2 separate regions of the Anas platyrhynchos genome follow, and region 2 is linked to region 1. A link is a contact called in public Hi-C data. All regions are on one chromosome and are shown on one strand. Each heading gives the region's core, a stretch centred on a gene start, on an enhancer-like site or on the middle of the called end of the contact. The rest is flanking DNA. Distances are from core to core; before and after follow the strand shown. Region 1 has its middle 7.4 kb from the start of CTNNB1. Region 2 has its middle 60 kb from the start of CTNNB1.

Region 1 (4,568 bases), core at 977-3,476:
CAAGTGACTGCAGAATGATTATATCTGTCTTTTGGATGCTCAAAACTGGGCAAGAAGCTTGAGGCCTGGCAGTGGTTTGTAACTGGACTTTCTTACAGTGTGTTGTAAGAACATAAATAACCTAAATCTGGTGTATTTGACTCTCTGTGGTTGTGGTGGCAGCTTTTTAGTCCTACCTAGCCACATATAAGAAGAGCGGTGCTTGGCCCAGGCTGCTGCTGTCTCCATTAAAGACCACTTAATTGGTAAAAGTGGGGGCACATGGACCAAAAGCTCATTAGGTTAGGGCTGCTTGCAGACTCTGCCTTAGGCAAAATTGCTAGCTCATCCCTAACACAGCAAGGCAGGAGCATGCACAGTGCAGGCCCCTGTGTCCCTCAGATAGGAAGTGGTGACTTTACACAGTGGTTATAGAAGTGTTCTTAATGCTTTGCCCAGCTGTGGAAGTATTCCAGCACAATAAATGCTGCAGGAAGGCCCTAATCAGAAGAGCCTGCTGGTGACCAAAAGATCTCAGTCGCTTGCTGCACAGAAGTGACTTAGTAACTGCTTTGAGGCTACATGCGTGAATTTGTGCTGCTTATTTGATCTAAACAGTGAGGACAGAGTAATTGGGTTGCTAATCTTGTTAGGAACTTGCATTAAGTTCATAAACCCGAATCTGTCATACCAGTCCTTTAATACTAGGCTGTGAACTGCTGTCAAATGGTTGGTGGGCACATTTTGTGGGGAGGGATGGTTTTTTCTTTGCTAAAGCTGGATATGTAACACCTGATGAGTAGTTGAAGCAGTTTCTCCCATCTTACTGTAAGTGTTAAGATGATCATCTTCTCTCTTTTGGACAGAGAAGGATGCGCAGGTACTTGGAGCCAATTTTGACCATTGTATTAAATTATAGATTTTTTCTACTGTTGTCGTACTTGCCAGTGAAATGCTCTAAGCCATTACTTTCCAACATGAACTGATAATTTCTCTGAACTATCAGCTTGAGCATAGCTGCTGCTTGTGTCTCTCAGAGACAACCAGTGATTTTTACAGAGTACAAACAAATTGAAGTGCACAAAGTGTAGCTTTGAGAAAATCACTTTGGCACCTGAATTTGCAGGTCTTATTAGAAGCTGCCGGTTCATGTGCCTGTAACTTTGAATGTAATCACTTAGGTTGACAGACTCCTTGCAGCAACTCAGTGCTTCTGTAGGTAAGGGGAAGAAAAATGCTGTGGATACTAATGCCATAGCTTCCCTGAAGTGATAAAACTTAGTGCAATGAGCATTCACCTACTACAGAAGTAATATACTCTAGTAGTATATGAGACTGAGAAGGTCTGCAGTGTCAGTCATGGGGCTGAACATAGTATACACTCCTAGGCTCTGACCTGCACCAGACAAAATTCTGTAGAGTATCACTGATGGTTATAAATTCTGCTGAGATAGCTGCTGAGTACCTTTTGAGCTCTCTGGGTGACCTATCAACAGGTAACTTTGGCTAAAATTCCCATAAAATGTCTGTCTTAAAGGTATTAGAGCACCTCTACATGACTTGTCAGCTTTATTCGTGGGGCTTCCCAGCAGCATGTCAAGCTTCAGAGCTCCAGATCTGTGCCCAGATGAGCTGTGTGAGCTTTGTAACGTACCTGTGGAGCTTGGTCTGAATTCTGATCTGTGAAAACCAGAGCCTGGAGCCATCGTCTGGGTGTTTCCTGGCTGACCAGTGGCTCTCACTGGTCAGACTGGTGTGAAGTGTGCCTTTGCTGCAACTTGTAATGGGCTGTATTTAAAAGAGTATTTAACCTTAGCACCTGGGAAGGCCCTGACATGTTGAGCAAGCTGTTAGGGTCTAAATGCTGTGCTAGCTGCCCAAGTCCTGTCCTACAGTGAAATTCACTTCCTGAAGCTGAGAGGTGGCTGACTTGGCACTGGAAGCTCACCAAGTCCATTTCTGATACATTTCAGTACCTGAACTTCCAGTCAGGGGTTAAAGGTGCTCTTCAGTGATAGACTGAAACTAACTCTGTCCTTTCTGGGTGGTGTTGTGTGGCTGGGAGGAGCAAAAACACACCTGTATGCTTGAAATGTAAGGTGCTGACACAGGTCCTCACTTGACAAGCTGGGTGAGATGTGACTTTTCACTAGCTTGCTGTCCCTTTTGCAGGGGAAAGGTAAATCAGGCGACACCTTACAGTGTCAGGGCACTGCAGAGCCCTGATCCTGCTGCATTGGGAAGCTCTGGTGGCCCCTTTCCTGTGATACTGTCACGTGTGCTTAAGGCTGCATGGACTCAAAGATAAGCCTCTAACTTTCTGTCCCTGTAATCTGAGCCTTTCCCTCACTTCGGAGGAGTAAATCCTCTTTCAGCACAGTTTATAACCCAGTTCAGAAGTCTAGCCCAGGCAACTGGGTGCCTGCACTTCAGTTTCATTAAGCAGCTGTAATCAACTTTCTTGGAAGTCTTGGAAGAACAGAAATATTTGTATGCTGTGTGCTTTAGGTAACGAGCGTGTGAATAGAAACTCTGCTCTGTGCTCTTAATTGGCCTCAGATTGCTGAGGTGACTGAAAATAGGCCAGCACAACACTACTTGGTGATGTGGCACCAACTGAACTCCTGTAGGAGTTAGTGTGTGTGGGCTAATCAGCCTTGTTGGAAGGGGTTTTTAGATAAGCGAAGGCAGAAGGCAAGGGCTAGAAACACAGGAAAAATGATGCAGTAGTAAAGTGGGGTGCTTGAAGGGGGAAAAATGGAAATGAAGCAGCAAAAACAGTGATTGAAAGCAGAGGTAACTCCTAGTGAGCATGGACAGACCTGTGTATGCTGTCAAAAACCCCTCTCCCAACTCCAGAGCTGTGGCTATTTAAGCCAGTTTGCCTCTTTCAGCATGTATTAAGGTTATTTAAAGCTTGGAAGTTGCAACCTGTTAACCTCTGAGAGAGGTCAGCAAAACAAATACTGTTCAGGTTTCTTAATTTCCTAATGCTTGACTGAAGCAATGGATCTTAAAGAACAATTTTATATATTCTGTGTTAGTGAGGCTCATCATGATCTGATCAGCTGCGAGGCATTGCCTGCCTTTCTGCAGGCACTTCCCGAATGTATTGGCTGGCAGCATTCCAGCTGCAATAAATTTGGCCTGGTTGCATTTACATCAAGTACTGAGTTGATTGCTGGCCTGAGGTATTGCTTAGTGGTTGGAGGGAACTGTGTTGAGCAAATGTTGCTTGAGGAAGTGACCAGAGCAGTGCTGTCATGAGCCAAAGTTCGTGAGTTTGTTCCCTTGTGAGCTGGATTTCAGGGTGGGTACGTGCTGTGGAAGGCAGGCTGAGTTTCCTGTCGCTGTTGGTAGCTCCTAGCTTTTAATACATGCTCTGAAGTAGTTCATATTGCTACACCTTGGCACAGCACTTAAAAATAGTAATGCTGCTGTAACTCACGCTGTGGTACCGAAGGCTGCAGAGAAGTGTTTCTGCCATCCAAACTGGAAGAAGATAGAAATGTTTTAGAGCTGTGAAAACACATAGTGTCATCTTCTTTAGAGCTGTGAAAATGCAGGGTGTTTTCCCTTGGCTGTAAGGTTTGACTTTTTTTTTGTTGCATATTGTGCAAGTTACTTCTGTTTACTTGGGAGATCTTCAAATGACCCTGACAAGATACTTTCACCCTGTATTAAATACCAGCTGCGGTGAAAGTTGAAGGAAGCCTCATTAATGTGAAAAACATGAAGTTTTATATCCTGACTCCTGGTGCGGATAATAAGGGAATCTGTAACTTGACTGTTTCAAACTCAGCCTCCCAAAATATCAAAGTTGTCTGTTGCTTGGTTTAGGGCTGTACACAATCAGGTTTAAACAATTATTTGAGAGCCAGCTTTTCAGTGAGGTTCAGAGTAGTTCTTGTCTATCCATGTCCTTAAACTGCTGGTATGAGGAGAGACTTGAATCCGGAATTAAATTCAAATTTACTCCTGTTGCATGACAAATTTGACACTACTCAAGGCCCAGCAATGCTTGTTTATAACAAACTTCAAAATAATCTCTGCTTGCTGCATACAGCTATTATGAAGACAGTTCCATTCAGAGTTGTCAACGTGCATGAGGACTGCAAATGGCACTACTCCACACAACTTGGGACTGCTGCTCTGTACTTACTTTGTGCATACAGAATGTATTTATTGAGAGCTGTTGTATTTAACCTTGTATGGCTCTGTTGTACAAGAATTCAATGTTTTTTTAAAAAAAAATGCAAATCTTTAATGTGAAACTCATCAGTGTTCTGTTCCTGCTTTTAAATAAAGTATCTTCTGTTTATCGAATGTAAAATGTAAACCCACCTGTCATTGCAACAACCAGCTTCTACAACCCCTTAAAACATATGAGAAAAACCCTGTACTTCCAGAATTTCTTAGTGATTTTACAGAATTTAACAGTCTTACAAAAACATCTGATACATGAAGGGTCTCTAAAATTACCTACAAAGCACAATACCCCGGAGCTCAGTAGAAGCCAGATAAAAATCTTCCAAATTATGTGGAATATCTGGAATAACAGATTTCCAGTGGCAGAATTTCTTTCAAAG
Region 2 (4,568 bases), core at 714-3,213, 52 kb before region 1:
CCTGACACAGCTGCCTTTCAGGGGTTACCTTTTGTAAGCACCCCTCTCCCCTCTGTGAGATGCTCTTTGCTCTGTGGAGATCTGCAGCAGTGTATGCAGAGATTTGCATGCGTTGAAAAATGCATGTGTGTCGCTTCACAGAGCTGGCTTGCAAAGCAGGCAGTATTTCTCCCTGCAGCTTGGTGCCAGACCGAACATCTCCATTTCACTGCTGGAAACTCAGACACTCAAAAACGAGAAGCCAAATCACCTCGCAATCAGTGCAGGCACTGTGCTTCGCACTGCAAACAGAACACAGCCACCCTGCCTGCCTCTCTGGTTCCTGTAAAATGCCTTGTTATCCCTCTAGGCTGCAGAGTTAATGAAAATTCAGGCTCTTCTCGCTTATTCCAGTGAGGAGGAGATGCAATCAGGTATCTCTGCTGAAGCTCTGTTCATTCGGAAGACTGTACAAAACCCCACTTCTGTAAGCACAGGAGGAGCAACACAACAGAAAGAGGTCGTTCTCCTGTCCTTCACTCCCAGCCTCCTTTGGTCAACACCCCAACCCCAAACTGACTCTGGTGTCTGCCAAAACCACATAATGCTCAGACTCTGCTCAAACTTTCTGCTGCTGCTGAGCTCTGCTATTCCCTGTACACCTTTGCTCCTGTTTTCCTACAGCAACATAAGTGCTCACCACACCCGCAAAACAACATTCAGCCCAAGTTCTGTGGTGTGGAGCAGGCCAAATCCTAAAAAATCTGTCCTAAAAAATCCTGAAAAGTCTGCCTTTCTTTGGGGTTGGAACATGTTTAATATCTCTTACAGACATTTGACATGAAAGATGCCTTTAAATTTAGCTTTTTCATAAAGATTTACCAGAGCTGTAGCAACTCTCACCACCTTTATATAATCCTTGCAGCTAAAAGTTAAAGCTAAAAGCACAAAAAAAGATAAACTGAATTTTTTGTAGAGTTCACTGACCAGATCCATTAGGTTTATAATGCACACAGAGATGCGCTGTCATCCCTCCCAGCCTGCAAACAAGCTGTGGCTGAGGAAGGACTGTAAACTACCTCTGTCATTTCACTGTCTTTCAGCATCGCTTTTGTTTTGAGGACGAACCAAATGCCACTTTGCTACTGATCATTTGGATAGAAACCTACAAAACATCCAGCGGGGTCAGACCAAATCACCCAGAATCGTCTCTGGCATCCGGCAAGAGCAGATGCTTCAGGAAACGTGCAAGAAAAGGGCAAATTCAAGCTCATCCTTCCTCAGGCATGGGCTTCCAGCTTCTGACAATCCGAGCTGAAGGATGTCTTCATAATGTGGTATTTAACTCCCCTCAAGAGTCTTTTCTGATCTCAATCTGTCCGATCACTTTTTGATTGCATGTCACTTTTGGCCTTCCCAGCCTCCTCTAGCTACCAGGGCCACAGCTTAATTATGTGTGTTTGTTTTACATTTACTGCCTGGTCAACTGAAAAAAAATACAATAAAATAAAACAAGCTACTGGACACTGAGTAAAATGGGGAGAAATAGTAAATAACTACCCTTTGTTCATCTTCTCCAGGACATTCATCGGTGCATTTGTGTTCAACCAATCTCACCCCCTGCATTTGTGCAATAAACTTTCAGACCTATTTACACTTCTGCTATCTAAATATCTTGTGGTAACAGCTTCCCAGGGTAAGACCGTGGTGGTGATTTCTTTCGATTTGTTTTAAGTCTACCGCTTGATTAATTCACTGGGTATCCCATTTATACTGTCAGGAATAGTAAATAATCCTTCTGTTTATACTTTCTCCAGCCATTTGTGGTTTCACAGCACACTGCCGTAGTCCACCTTGGCCCCAGCCATCTCTCTCTAGACCGAAGTGTCCCGGTCTGTTTAATAATAGATTGCTGCTAAACTTAACCATTGCTGCTGGAGGAACTGGTGTGTATAAAGGCAGTTTCTGTGGCTGCTCTCAGGGTTTCGTTTTCCTGTTTCATTGACCTTAGACACAGTGCCTTTCTGGAGAGTATTTAGGTCAAAGGAATGTAAGATACCGGAAAAAATGTGAAAGCATGTGTAAAGAAAGTATATTCCCAAATGCTTTGGGGAGGGGAGGAAGTGAACTTTATTTGCATCTGCAAGAAACAAGATGTGAGAAATGTACTCTTAATTATGTGCAAAAGTAGAGCGTACAACGTATTGTTAGGCACTTGTCTGAAATAATCACAAATCTTTATTTTTTATTAATGAACTTTGATCAGAGTTAGAGCTGCGCTATATGTTAAGGGAGCTGACTATTATTTTTTTCTGTTGACATACCGTTAAAATCAGGAAAGATAGCAAATATAGAAAACATCAATATCCCTGTCTTGCACAGAAAAGGGAAGGATAAGATGGAAAAGTTTGAATCAAAACATACACAGAGACATAGTGTGCTGTGCAGATAGAGGAGTTATTTGTCTGCAGAGAAATTGCTCGCTAGCTAGACAGACAGAGAGATTATATATCAAACATTACACAGTGACTCAACATTGTTTTATATCGGCCTGCATTATATTGGAAGGAGAACTACATACTACTATGACTTTTAATAAAAATGAACTTCCATGGAAATGTTTATGAAAATCTTACTTCTGGAAGGGTAATGTGCACCACAAAGGGCATCTTGAACATAATTTCAAAATTCTCTCACTCTTTATATCTACAAGACTTATTTCACTGCATTTTTTTCCCCACATTTTGCCTAAATCTTCAGTGTGTACAAATTAGTTCTTGAGATAAAATGGAGACAAATCTTGTTCTGAACATTTCCAGGAGTTGTCCAGGCCAATACATCCTATGGTATGCTAACACATTACAGAAATTGACAGTGCTTGCTGCTGTTTCTGAATTGGTGGTGGAAAAAAAAAACCAACAACATTAAGGTTGTACTTAGGAGTCTGAATAAGCAAGCAAATTTCCAATTTGTTATAGCCCTATAATTTGATTACAACCGATCTATGAGGGATTGGCAGTTGCCTTAAATTTCTTGGTTTGTAATTGCTAGCTTCACATTTTTCATGAACATCCATGCATTCATGTTTTCTTCATGAGCTGCTCACGGTCAGGTTATCTCAAATATTTGATCATCCAGCATTTGGTGCCTGTGTTCCTGTGCAGCACTGGTGGTGGCTTCCAGGCTGTGTCACACAACCCTTAGACAAAGAAATGGAGACTTGAAGAGGTACATCCAGCAGCTGCTTTGTCCCACAGGAGGTGGCCCAAATTGCTGAGGGGCTCTGCCCCCTGCAGCTGGACCCTATTTAGCTCGGGCCCTGACTTAGCTTAAGTTGGTTGGGACCTACCTTATGTTGGGATGTTTGCACTTCAGTTCCTGGAGGGAGCATAGGCTTGGTCATGTTCTCAAAGCAAAGCCTGTTGATGGAAGACATTTTTAAGCAGATTTTTTTTTTTCCCCCTAGCATTTATGATGGCCCAAGTTGCTTACCACAGCTTTGCTGACATGAGGTAGTTTGGGCTGTAGGTCTGATGGCTGGGCGGGTTGGGCAGAACCTTAAATTAAATGGGGATGTACCAGTCGTCAACCTGGACAGCTGCATTTGTCCCCGGATATGTTAGCACCAACTTGACAGAATGGTGGGAATAGGAGCACAAATTGGGCCTTAAAACAGTTATTTAGGTTGTGTGGGTATTCTTATTTCAAACTGGGAGGCATTCACTTCAGCTTAGCTCTGGCTGCAGTGTTTTCCCCTTAAGAAATGATGAATATTTTCCTCAGAAAGCAAACATTTTGGTTTTAGAGACTTGTGCATATTTGATCGCCCATTTTCTACCAAAAAAAAAAAAAAAAAGTATCGAACAACCCTAATTGAAGGCTTGAAGAGAAAGCTAAAAGGGAATAAAAGAGGCCTTACTGAGCATTAATACTGTCCAGGAGGAAAGCTCTGGCACATTCACGTTGGGAGGCAGTTACAGCCCCTATCTGTCAATGCTAATATGCCATGCAGAGAGAAATGTCTCCCATTACACCTCCAAACGTGTCAGTGATGTATTTGAAACATACCCATCAGCAGAGGACACAAGCATGAGAAGCATTTTGTTTTGCAGCAACAGAAAAAAAGATAAAACATTGGAAAAGGTTGCCAACAAAGCAAGCTCTGTGGTGAACCATAGCCACTCTGTGGAAGATCTGGAAAAGACAAGCGAACCTTAAAAAGGACAATGAAAGGGAAAACCCCTGCTAGAAGTAGCTACCAGTAATTCTGGAAATAAACACCACAGAGGAGAACAGACAGAGGAGGATGCAGAAGGGGTTACTGAGGCCATGGGGTGAGCAGGGAGGATGATGTGATGAAGGAAGGATGTGCTGGGGACCTCTGGCTTTGCTTCCTACCTTTCCTGCAAGTCACAGGATGTCCCTGGGGAGGTCGTAGGTTTTTCTGCACCTTGTTTTACCCCGTGAGAAAGAGCAAATGTAATGGTGTGTTTGGGGGATGGGATGGCATGGCATGGCATGGTATGGGGCAAGCATGTGCCATGGCTGACCTCTTCCCCGTCCTGCTCCCAGGTAAGCTGTGGTTGCCC

The links. Hi-C and Micro-C count contacts between places; a contact is called where the count stands out from the background.
Region 2: a contact with region 1 is called in a Hi-C map of small yellow follicle, with 2.8 times the contacts expected there. The contact joins two enhancer-like sites. A contact is called at or near these places in 2 of 8 Hi-C or Micro-C datasets (F5 follicle and small yellow follicle).

The regions. Positions count from the first base shown.
Region 1 is chr2:113,349,114-113,353,681 of IASCAAS_PekinDuck_T2T, reverse strand. It overlaps a transcript of CTNNB1 not described here. Among named protein-coding and RNA genes, the nearest start is that of CTNNB1, 7.4 kb to the right of the region's middle. Within about 2 kb of position 2,226, at least 5 of the 8 cell types and tissues checked have an H3K27ac peak or open chromatin away from gene starts, as enhancers often do. A contact at or near this core is called in small yellow follicle, where this site is marked.
Region 2 is chr2:113,401,311-113,405,878 of IASCAAS_PekinDuck_T2T, reverse strand. No RefSeq gene overlaps it. Among named protein-coding and RNA genes, the nearest start is that of CTNNB1, 60 kb to the right of the region's middle. Within about 2 kb of position 1,963, at least 4 of the 8 cell types and tissues checked have an H3K27ac peak or open chromatin away from gene starts, as enhancers often do. A contact at or near this core is called in small yellow follicle, where this site is marked.